Regions from separate parts of the Triticum aestivum genome. Here region 2 is linked to region 1. A link is a contact called in public Hi-C data. All regions are on one chromosome and are shown on one strand. The core of a region is the stretch at or near the end of the contact, and the rest is flanking DNA. Distances in the headings are between cores, read along the strand shown.

What was found. Hi-C and Micro-C count contacts between places; a contact is called where the count stands out from the background.
Region 2: a contact with region 1 is called in a Hi-C map of leaf, with 2.7 times the contacts expected there. The contact joins the promoter of LOC123060012 here to the promoter of LOC123059940 in region 1. A contact is called at or near these places in 2 of 5 Hi-C or Micro-C datasets (both in leaf).

What each region holds. Positions count from the first base shown.
Region 1 is chr1A:494,820,532-494,825,945 of IWGSC CS RefSeq v2.1, forward strand. LOC123059940 reads left to right here and starts at 2,954. Exons shown (of 7, transcript XR_006427663.1): 1 at 2,954-3,248; 2 at 3,401-3,555; 3 at 3,832-3,886; 4 at 4,438-4,512; 5 at 5,336-5,414.
Region 2 is chr1A:495,343,698-495,349,306 of IWGSC CS RefSeq v2.1, forward strand. LOC123060012 (TOM1-like protein 6) reads left to right here and starts at 1,470. Exons shown (of 9, transcript XM_044482576.1): 1 at 1,470-1,791; 2 at 2,924-3,002; 3 at 3,240-3,338; 4 at 3,815-3,928; 5 at 4,134-4,282; 6 at 4,397-4,478; 7 at 4,562-4,647; 8 at 4,874-5,101; 9 at 5,184-5,609. The coding sequence starts at 1,649.

The sequences.
Region 1 (5,414 bases), core at 1,704-4,203:
TAGACATTTTTCTAACCAAATTTCATGTAGAATTCTTTGCGATCTGAGCAACGATTGAATTTACATGATTTATGCATGTTTAATTGTTTTTTCTGAAAATAATAAAAGCATGGAGATATTCCAAACAACAACATGATGAAACTAAAAATGAGCCAAACAACAACTGAGGACTGCCTTATTCGCAAAAAAAAAAAAAACTGAGGACTGCCTAGAACAAATCCCCATCGCACAAAGTAAAAGAGAGACTACGGGCTGAGCCCATTTAACACACGACGACGGTGTTCTGTTATCATTCCCCTAAGGCGCAAGAAAATGTTAGTGCACATGGGTCAAAAAGTTCAACACATAGTTGAGGTGAGGCTCGCCTTGAGCCGAAAGGCATATCGAATTACGATGGAGGCGGCTTGGACTGGTTGACATGGACCGGACCGGTTCACGCTTTTTTTTTAAACCCTGACCGCAGGACAATAGTTCTACAGTATTTTTCTATTAATATAATAATAATACAAATTTACAAAAAGACCCCCAGAAGGGTCTGAAGAAACAAGAAAAAGACTACTCGGTGCCTGTTTTAGGCATAAAGATCATCAGTTTATAAGTTATTGTCTATCCACTGTGAGAAATTGTATGCATGCTTATTCTTTATCCCGTGCTTGAGAAGAATCATGTCTTGTTTAAGATAATATCTCCATGCTCGTATTGATGGTTGTTCCAGCTTCCAAGAATGATGATTTCTGCAGCAAATTGTTTGGGTATGTGTCTCATAGCAAGAATGGTATCCTCATAGATAGATGTACCTCTTTGTCTGTTTGGTATTAAGGAGTTCCACCATTCATAACAAGAACTGGTTCATGCTTCACTGGTCGATGACCTGTTTTAAGCCCTGTTTGATTTCAAATAAGTCACCAACTTATAAGTCGAAAAGTGAAAAAGGTGACTTATTTTGCCAAACGGATCCAACTTATAAATCACCCCAAATTATAAGTCATAAGTTGCTCCACCCCAGCGCTTGATGCAGATGTGCAGGGAAAGGTGACACGGGAGGAAGCAGAGGGCAGTGGCGACACGGGCAAGCAATGTGGGCGGCCGACAACGGATCCGGTCGGGAGGTGACCGAGGCGACGTAGATCCGGTGGGCGGTTGGTGCGGTGGCGATGTAAATCCTATTCTTTGTGTTACACGAGGAATACCACCCAATGGCGCACCCTGTCCTACAAGGCGTTGCTACAATTGGTCGGTACATTTACCGTGATCCAATCAGTTTTGGAAAGGTTCTAGAACCTTCTTCAACTGGTTTCTTGTTTTGTTTAGTTTATGATTTATTTTAGGATTTTCTGTTTGTTCATTTTCTGTTCGATTTTTTTTACCTTTTCTTGTTTTTATTCTATTTAAAATTTTATGTTTTTTTTTTCAAAATCCTTATATTTTTAGAAAATTGGAACATATCAAAATTTTGTATTTTTAGAAGATCGTACCGATTTTAGAAATCTGAGAATGTTTGAATTTTTTTTAATTTGGCGACATTTTCCAAATTCTTGAACTATATTTAAGATACTACTACTGGGTGTAGTTACACCTATTTCTCATATACTACCATGTGGTACTATATACTCTACTTTGTTATTTTTAATATGTTCATATACTATATTTAAGATACTCTAAAGTGAGTCATATGAAAAAATTGCAAGTGAGCTCATAGTTTTATTGTATTTGTGAAATACGTACACATTTGTACGTGAAATGAGTATGTACAAAATATGGTACATGCTATCAAAAAAAGTAGTATATATATTACCTAAACATTCTTATATACTACTATGCGTACATACTCTTCAATATGATAGATACTATCTAGAACGTATGGAACAAAAGTGGGAGTAACTACACTCAGTAGTAGGATATTCATGAATAGTATTTGAGATCTGAGGATATTTTCAAATTTTTGAATGATTTTCTAAAATCTGAGAACAATTTGATGTTTGGAATCTTTTTTGAAATTCAGGAACAATTTTCAAATTGATGAATGCTTTTTTAAATAACCTTTTTTTAAACCCATGAATCCTCTATTCTTAAACAGTTGCAACCCACTATCTATTTTTCCCTTCACGCAACCATGCGACATCATCAAGTCATGCATGTGGTCGTAAGCTACAATTTGTGCACTAATCTATTAATGCAATCATGCTACCTCATCAAGCATGCATATCAATTTGATTCACTTTTTTTGTGCGGGCATAAAAGGCCATGTTATACATTTTTGTAGCATGACCTAAATATATTTATATGTTGTACGTTTGGAGCAAATATAGGTAGGTCATGTTATACATTTTTGTTAACATGGCATCCCATTTGACTTCAATTAAATATATTTCTCCTTTTATACAACATTTTGTTTTATGCTTCATATACTTTATTGTTTTCAAAATATATCTTGAGAGCATTTTTTATTTTTTTTCAATAGTTTTAGTTTTTCTAGCATCAGTTTACGCATATGTTTTATCAAGGTTGCAGCAGCAACACACGGGGCATCATCTAGTCTTTTCATAATTCATAATTGTTTTTGGGCATTTCTTAAAATTCACAATCATTTTTTGAAATCCCCAAAAAGAATTGAATTAAGGAAAATTATTTCCAAACAGGTGACCATTTTTAAAAATTCCAAGCATTTTTCAATTTTATGTACATTTATCATAAATGAGAAAAGAAGCAACAGGAAAAAAAAATCAGGGCGCATGTGCCCCGCACTGGACCGGCCCAAACAGCACGATTTTGCTTACCCCACGCCGCAAAGCGAAGTCACTAGTTAAGGATTAGCTTCTCAAATTAAACACATTCAACTGCGCATCAAGGGCGAACGCCCGCGCTAGCCACGTCGGCGCTGGACCGCGCACTCACGCGAGAGCAAACGGCTTCACTGGATATCTCTCCCGCAGATAACGCCTGCCTAGCTAAATTTGCGATGGATCCTTTCCTTCCCTGCGAAAACGGCTCGGGGTTTGACCTTTCTCGTTTCCAACCCTCTCCTTCCGCCTCCGCCGCCACACCCCTCGGGTTTGAAGCCCACACACGCGGCCTCTCTCCCATGTAACCGGCCGGCATGAGCATCGCCAGCGGGAGAGCACGCAGCCCACCCCAACAGCAGCGGGGAGCTGGCCTGCCGCCGCCGCCGGGGAGGCGACCCGGCGACCGGAGGAGAGGGCGCCATGGCGCGGAAGCACGGCTGGCAGCTCCCGGCCCACACCCTGCAGGTCCGTCCGTCCGTCCGTCCGCCAGCTCCTCCCCCCCTCCCTTCCCCACCTTTCCCTTTCCTCCCACGCTGGCTCGGATCGGCGCGGCAGCTGGGACGGAGGCCGTACGCACCCTCGCCGATGGCGGCGTATTGATCCAGCTAAATCGGCAGGCGGCTTCCGGCGGAGGAGTCTCGTGTTGTTCGTGGAGGCTGCGAGGAGGTAGCGATGGGGATCGGCTACCGAGCGAGGGCAAGGGCGCCGATCTTCCATCTCCTGTTTGTAATCACCGGCGCGGCCACCATCGACTGGATCTTCACCCCCTCAGGTGCGCTCACACTTTTCCTCTCTGCAGTACTTGGATCCCTCTTTCTCTACCAACCGGTGATTGAACAGATTAATGTGTCTCTACACCTTGTTAGTTAGTACTATTAAGAAAATGAAGGTTGCTCCTGCCGTGAAACAACTTAAAAAATTATAAACAAAAGTTGATGGACGAGCTGCAGCCGATGGTCGGTGATATACTGATATGTGTTTGTGCCAGAGCTTTTGCACTCTCCTTGCATCAATTTTTTATCTAACTCTACTATGTCTGGCATAATAGGATGATGAGGCAAGTCAGTAAGTTGAGAAGGTCAACAGTTGAAGCGAATCTCAATGTATTACTTGATAACTCTTTAGTGCATTTTTTGTGCCAACATTACATTAATCAATCACTTTGATTAGTGGAAGCAACTAAGCTGTTGTTGTAAGTACATATAATCAGAACGAAGGGTGAGCGCGGATAAGCAGATCAATAGGTTGCTATATTATTCCACATATATGGGTTTGTGTGATGTTACTTTGGATTACTAAGATTGTTAATCTATACTGGAAATTAGTGGCTGTTAAAAATTAGTCTTGATTTACTATAGCAATAGTTGTTGGTTACAGCCATTACAAAGATTGATTAGTTCTATCAGGTTATTTAAACAGCAGCAAGGAATGAACATTACAGCTCTCTTTGATTTTCTTTGATGTTTCCTCTTTTGTCTGATCTGAATTAATATGTCATGACTATATATTCTACCCCACATCATCATTCCTTCTACATCGCTCATAGGAGAATATTGTAATGGCACTTTATTACTTGGTGGTAATAGACATAACTCCAGTCTTGCCATGTTTGTACAATTAATTTAATTCAATTCCAAACATGTATCATTTGCAGAAGATGTGCCATCAGTTGATGGGCAGCTAACCGTTGCAAGAGCATTCAGAGATATGAGCTGCTACTCATACACAGGTATTAGCTTCTGTGTTGTCTAAATTAATTTAGTTTGAAACTTGGATGAAACGGCCAAACGAATTTGATCTATATTGATTCTGTTAATTGAGCTATGTAGGGCACAATAAATATAGCCTTTTCTTATTTCTTTCTGGAAAGCATTTGCCAAAGAAATTGAAAGGCAGCACTCTTATCAGCTGTCATTTATTGTTTCTTCCGATAAATCCCTGCTTAGTTATTTCTCACAGGAATGATATATAGGTTGCTCTTGGTTCATCTACTTTGTACTTATGAGTTATGAGATGTTTCTCTGTTTTAGATTGTGGAGTAGTCGTGTGATCTGTAAAATGTACTGCATACATACCAAAGAAAGTATTTGGATTTGCGAATCGTGTAATAGAAACCGGGATGTGGGCTTTCTAGAACAGGTTGAGGTTCAAATCCTGAAAGTTAGTGATGTAGCCATGAAAATCAGGGAAGCTTCTCTTTTTTCCTTTTATCACATGAAATGAGTGCTATTATCACTGTATTCGTATTTTGTTATTCTTTCTACAATGATCAGGCATGAGTATTCTTTCAAAGTGAGCTTCATTTCTCTATAGTCAGGTCTCTAGCTGGTATTTTTTTAAATATTTTCAGTGCCATGAAATGATCAAATTCGATAATTCACATGTATCAAACAACACAACTCAGCTGCTGTTCTTGTTTTTTCTATATGCTTGCTCCGTGCTCCGACAGATCTAAATCCATAAATACAACAATGTTGGGTTGCTCTGTTTTATCTACTATAATTTGCACGCCTATTTTTTAAAATTCTTATTGTTTCATTCACTTGCTGAAGCTCCTACAAACCTACAGAGCCATTGTTCTCCTACCTGGGAGCGGATAGGAAGGATTTGGGTGCCGGCAACGTGGGGCTG
Region 2 (5,609 bases), core at 220-2,719, 520 kb after region 1:
TCGTTCCATAGATTCATACAAAGCATGTAAAAGGAATCCTACGTATTACTCTAGCTACTCTTCGTCGTTGGAGATGTCCACGACGACGGTGCCCGGCGCCGGTTGGACGGGCGGGTAGGAGGGCTCCGGCTCATCCTCCTCCTGCCCGACCTCATCCATGTAGGTGGATATACCCGCCTCCTTTACGGCCTCTTGCGTCTCCATCTCCTGATGACGACCGCTTCCGCTGCCGACTCCGACCGGAGGGAATCAAGGATGACCTGCTGCTTCGCCTGCAGATCCCCATCGCCAGCGTCCCCCACATCCTCCTCCTCCTCCATCTCCTCCTCCGGATCCACTGCATCCGGAGGTAGCCCCGCGGCTACCCGGGCTACACGCCTAGCCCGGATCCGCTCAAGGAGCTCGAGCCGGCGCTTCGACGTCAGAAATGGCTCGCTCCTCACCCGACGACGTAGGGGCATGGCTACTAGGCGGACGGGTAAAGTGGCGATGGCGGCGGACAGGAGGAGGAAAATGTGGATGGATGGTAGGGTTTAGGTGCCGCCGAGCGACTTAAATAGTCGGGCAATGCACTACGCGGCCCGCCGGAGCTACACCACGCGGCGCCGCCGATCTAACGGAGGAGACGAGCTTCGGACCGTCGGTTTGAGAGCGTTTCCGGCTGGGCCCCCTTCGCCAGTCCGACATGGTGGGCGTGCCCTGGCGTCCCCATATTCGCCCCATATTTGGGCTGAATATAGAAGGTGCCGGTCAGCCCGAGCGTTTGAGGGCCGTTTAAGAGGCCCGTCTGGGTCAAAAAATCATGACCGGGCAGCCCGTCGGGGTGTATGAGGCGGGTTTGAGAGGTTCGGCTATAGATGCTCTTATTCCAAATTATTTTAGGATTTTCATCGATATGCCTTCAGTAGGAGGAGATGTTTCCCTCGACTATGAGATGCCTACGGTGTGACCTAGTAAAATCTCGGGATGACATGCCGGCTCAGTGCCTCGAAGGTGCTCATAAATGTAGTGTGTGCGTGTGTGCATTTATAGTCATACGGATAAGTATATGCGCGTATATATGAGCACTTGCGTCTATATTATGTTAAAAAAACTTCTATACGAGCTTTTTTAAGCCTTTAACCATCTGCTGATCAATGAAAAGCTCTCAGTGCAGAAGCCCCTTTTGCGTACTTTTCATCGGTCTAACCAAAGACGGCAACGCAACGCAAGGACCGTCAGCGCGTGCGCGGATAAACCCCGTTCCCGCACAAGACGACCGACCGAGCCAAAGCAAAAACCCGCTTAAACCCAAACCGGTAAGTAACCCCAGTCCGTCTCGCCTCGCCTCGCCTCCGGCACCTTCCGAGCCCCGACCACCCCGCGCAACCGCCGCCACGTGGCCTCCGGACCCACCCGTCATGGACGTACACCCGCGCGGCCTCAGGTGGATAAACGCGCCCAATCCGCTTTTCGTCGCCTCCTCCAATTTGGCTAGTCCACCTGCCATCCTCGCCTCCCCTCCTCCTCTCCTCGTAAAAGGAGGCGCCGAGAATACGTCAGAGGAGCTGCGCTTCCCCAAGCCCCAAGCGACCGCCGCCGCCGGAAGGACCAGGCTGCCCGCGGGAGGCGGTTTCGCGAAGCTAGGCAAGCTAAGGGGCCTCCGGCGATGTACCCGGTGGGGACGGCCCCGCGGCCGGGGTCGCGGCTGCCGGCGGCGTCGCGGGTGGACAAGGCCACCAGCCATCTGCTGCAGGGGCCCGACTGGGCCGTCAACCTCGAAATATGCGACACCCTCAACGCCGACCGATGGTGACTACTGCTACTGATCGTCGCCTCCCCTTCCCTTCTCCCCCCGCCCGCCTCCTGCTATGGTTGTTTCGCTTTTGGTGCTTGCCGCTGAGTGGGGAGAATTACGGTGGTGGGGGATTTGGGATTTGTCCCGCGCGCGAGGCTTGTTGCTTTGTCCTTGCTGTTGTTGCGTCGCTCGTGGCTGGCGGCGGGGTTTTTGGCTTCGGGGGGCCGTTGACCCGATCGATTGGGGCGGCTTTTGGGTCAAAATTGCAATCTATTTGGGAATTCTTGCTAGCTAATTGATTCGAGGTGGCTTGAGTTGATTGGTAGGAAGTGGCCTCTAGCCTGTTGTTACCTCGGACAATTTTCTAGTGGTTATTAGTTATTACTCTGTTATGCAACTATAATATGGGCTGCAAGTACTAAGCAGACGCGTGTAGGTTACTTTTAGCTTGCGGTGGCACGTTTCATAGTTTCTTCAACTTAGGCTGAGCTGAGAAACTGAAGCTCGAGCTCAGGTATGGTCCTTTTGGAGCGTCAGGTGAGATGTCGCCAAGGATTATGACGGAATATGCATACAGGACCGTTCATTATATGGCTCCAGCAATGGTGTGCACAGTAGCTTGCTTGCCATTCATGCCAATCAAGATATCGATTCTAATGGTAGTACTCCCTCCGTTCCATATTAGTTGTCTCTGAAATGGATGTATCTAGATGTATTTCAGTGCTAGATACATCCGTTTGAGGCGACAACTAATATGGAACGGAGGGAGTAGTTCTGTGGTCGAGAAAATATGATTGATAAGCTATCCATAGCACTAAGAAACTTCCTGTCTAATTTTGATGCCTAGCCTAGCCTGTTGGGCAATGATCTGTCGGAACCAAACTGCACCACAGCTGTTCATGATGGAAATGTGTTTGAACTTCTATTGTGCTGGGGTATTCATATGTGGGAAGGCATCCAGATTACTATATAATTGCTTATGATTTATTGCCATTATGTTTCAATAGAGGATTCCAAATAAATAAACCTTTGGATTATGGTGTGTTTGTGTAAATGTACTGATTGGAGGACATCCAGATTAACTTATGTATTCGCAGAGAAGCTTTACCTTACCGGATGCTAATATATTTGCAAATCCTTTATCAGGCAAACAAAAGATGCGGTAAAAGCAGTAAAGAAGCGGCTGCAGAATAAGGACCCGAAAGTTCAGTTTTTCACTTTGACGGTGCGTATTTCTAATAATATGTGTTATTGGTAGTTTTCTGTAATGATTTGCTGTGAAAACTCTAGATTTGTTTTTCTGGTCAGTTTTAGTTTGTTAGAAGTAATTCAGATACTATTATACTTATCTGCCACTGTAAGATTGTTAACTTAAGAAAGCAATAAGTCAAGTTATTTATCCCACCAAGATAACTTCATGGGCTACTTTTATTGTTGACACTGGTTATAAAATTCTTTGCAGCTCTTGGAGACAATGATGAAGAACTGTGGTGAATATGTTCATTCTGAAGTTGCTGAGCTGCATGTTTTACAAGAAATGGTTAAAATTGTTCAGAAGAAGGTATACCCTCCTTTGATCCTTCATCCTTCTAAGTCATTTCCAGATATTTCTCAGTGTTCAACACAATTTGGCTACATCCATTTTTGTATGCTTGTTTACTTGGTTATCCAAAAAATATTTAGTGACAGATAATTTTGTCATGTCATTTAGAACTTTATGAATGAATGTTATGAACTCTCATGTTAGACATACTTGGTAAAATCACAAATACAATAAGAACCCTTTTGGCCAATCCCTGTTATTTTGTGTGTTTGAGTCTCAACCATCACTCTTCTTCAGGTGAACTTGCTAACTGTTATTGGGTAACATGGTAACAGTCATGTCTGCGATTCATCCATAATGGATCATATATTTTGCGTTGCCATTTTGTGGTTATATTTCTTACTTTGATTTCTGTCTTCTGTTTCTTTGTACTAATGGAAAACAATCAAACGTAGTCCTAAGTCTTTTGGAATGCTTATTTTCTGAATATCCAGCACGATATGCAAGTGAAGGATAAGATATTGATACTGCTGGACTCATGGCAAGAAGCATTTGGTGGACCTGGGGGCAAATATCCACAGTATTATTGGTCATACATTGAACTAAAGGTATGGCTGCAAATTTTCCCCCAGTGTAAACCTCACACTTTTCAACAGAACCAGTCCAGTATACATTTCTGTGGAGCCAAGAACATGCCCTGAGAGAAAAGTTTAAAGTACAAGTAGTTCAGCCTCAGATAATGCTCACGTCTTACTATTTTGGGGACAAGCTACTGGGCTTTAATTATATCAGCTAAGGTGACATCTTTTACAGAGGTCAGGAGTAATGTTCCCACGCCGTCCTATGGATGCCCCTCCAATATTTACTCCTCCTGTGACGCATCAGTCTCAGCCATATGGTTCACCTGCATATCCCACTGGAAGTCTAAATGACAGAATGGCATCTGATGTTGAAACGCTGAGGTTGCATTTCTTCTCTAGTACTCCATATTCAACTCCTTGAGCTTTTCTTGCCTGAGCTATCTGTTCTATTGCTCCATTTAATGGTTATAACTTGTTATCTCTTTTCTGCTCCAGTTCAGGGGATCTGGATAATATTAGAGATGCAACAGAATTACTGAGTGATATGGTGAATGCTTTGAATCCTGCTGATCGCATGGTAAACCGAATATTTAAAAGAAAATTGCATGGCTAGTTTGGTGAATTGCATGAAATAACCTATTCAATTATTGGTGATGCCAGGCTGTTAAAGATGAAATTGTTACTGAGCTTGTCAGCCAAAGTCGTTCAAATCAACAAAAGCTCATGGGATTTGTCAGTTCAACAGGGTAAGCTCATGTCTCCCACAGACGTACAAAGAATATTTCCCCTATCTTAGTGTACCGTGGTGTTCGCCTCAAGTGAATTTGAAGTTTCGCATAAGAACTAGCATGCACATGCATTAGCGTGGCACACATTTTCTTTTCCAGTTCTGTGCCGTCTAAATGACAGTGCAGTTCAGGCCACACTGCCACAGAATGTAATGTGTGACTTCTTATGGTTCCTGTTGTTTAGGAATGAGGAGCTACTGAAACAAGGCCTAGAAATAAATGACCGCTTACAAAGTGTACTTGCAAAACACGATGCCATCGCTTCTGGTTCTCCTTTACCTGTTGAAATGCCAAGGAGAGATGAGATACCCAGAGAGGATCCAACACCACAGCCATCTGCACCTCCGGTTGCACAAAATGAGACCCCCGTTGAAGAGGATGAAGAGGATGAGTTTGCTCAGCTAGCAAAAAGGTAACTGAAAATAGCTTTTGATGTGCAATCTGCTTATTCCTGAACCACAACTAATTATTTGTGATATGTTCTGTATCTGTAGAAAGAACAAATCTGTGGTAAGCAGCGATGAGGCATCATCAAGTGTTGGTGATCATGCCCTTATACCTATTGACGATGCAACTTCTGAAGCATCATCTTCTGTTGCGAGCAATGCCCTAGTTCCTGTTGAGTCAGCTTCTGTCAGTGGTACTCGGACAAAAGAGCAGGATATGATCGACCTTCTAAGCCTTACCTTGTACAGTCCTCCTGAAGCATCTACAGATTCTTCAACTCAGAGCCAAAATGACAGTCAGCAGACCGCCGTGTCAAATGGGTCACAATTACCGCCGAACTATGAGCCTGCAACATCGAATGGACAACATTACCCTTCCAACCACCAGGCATATCCAATAAATCAGGGGTACACTCCATACAACAATTATGTTGCGCCCTGGGCCCAAAGTGAACAGAGTGCACAGACTGGAGC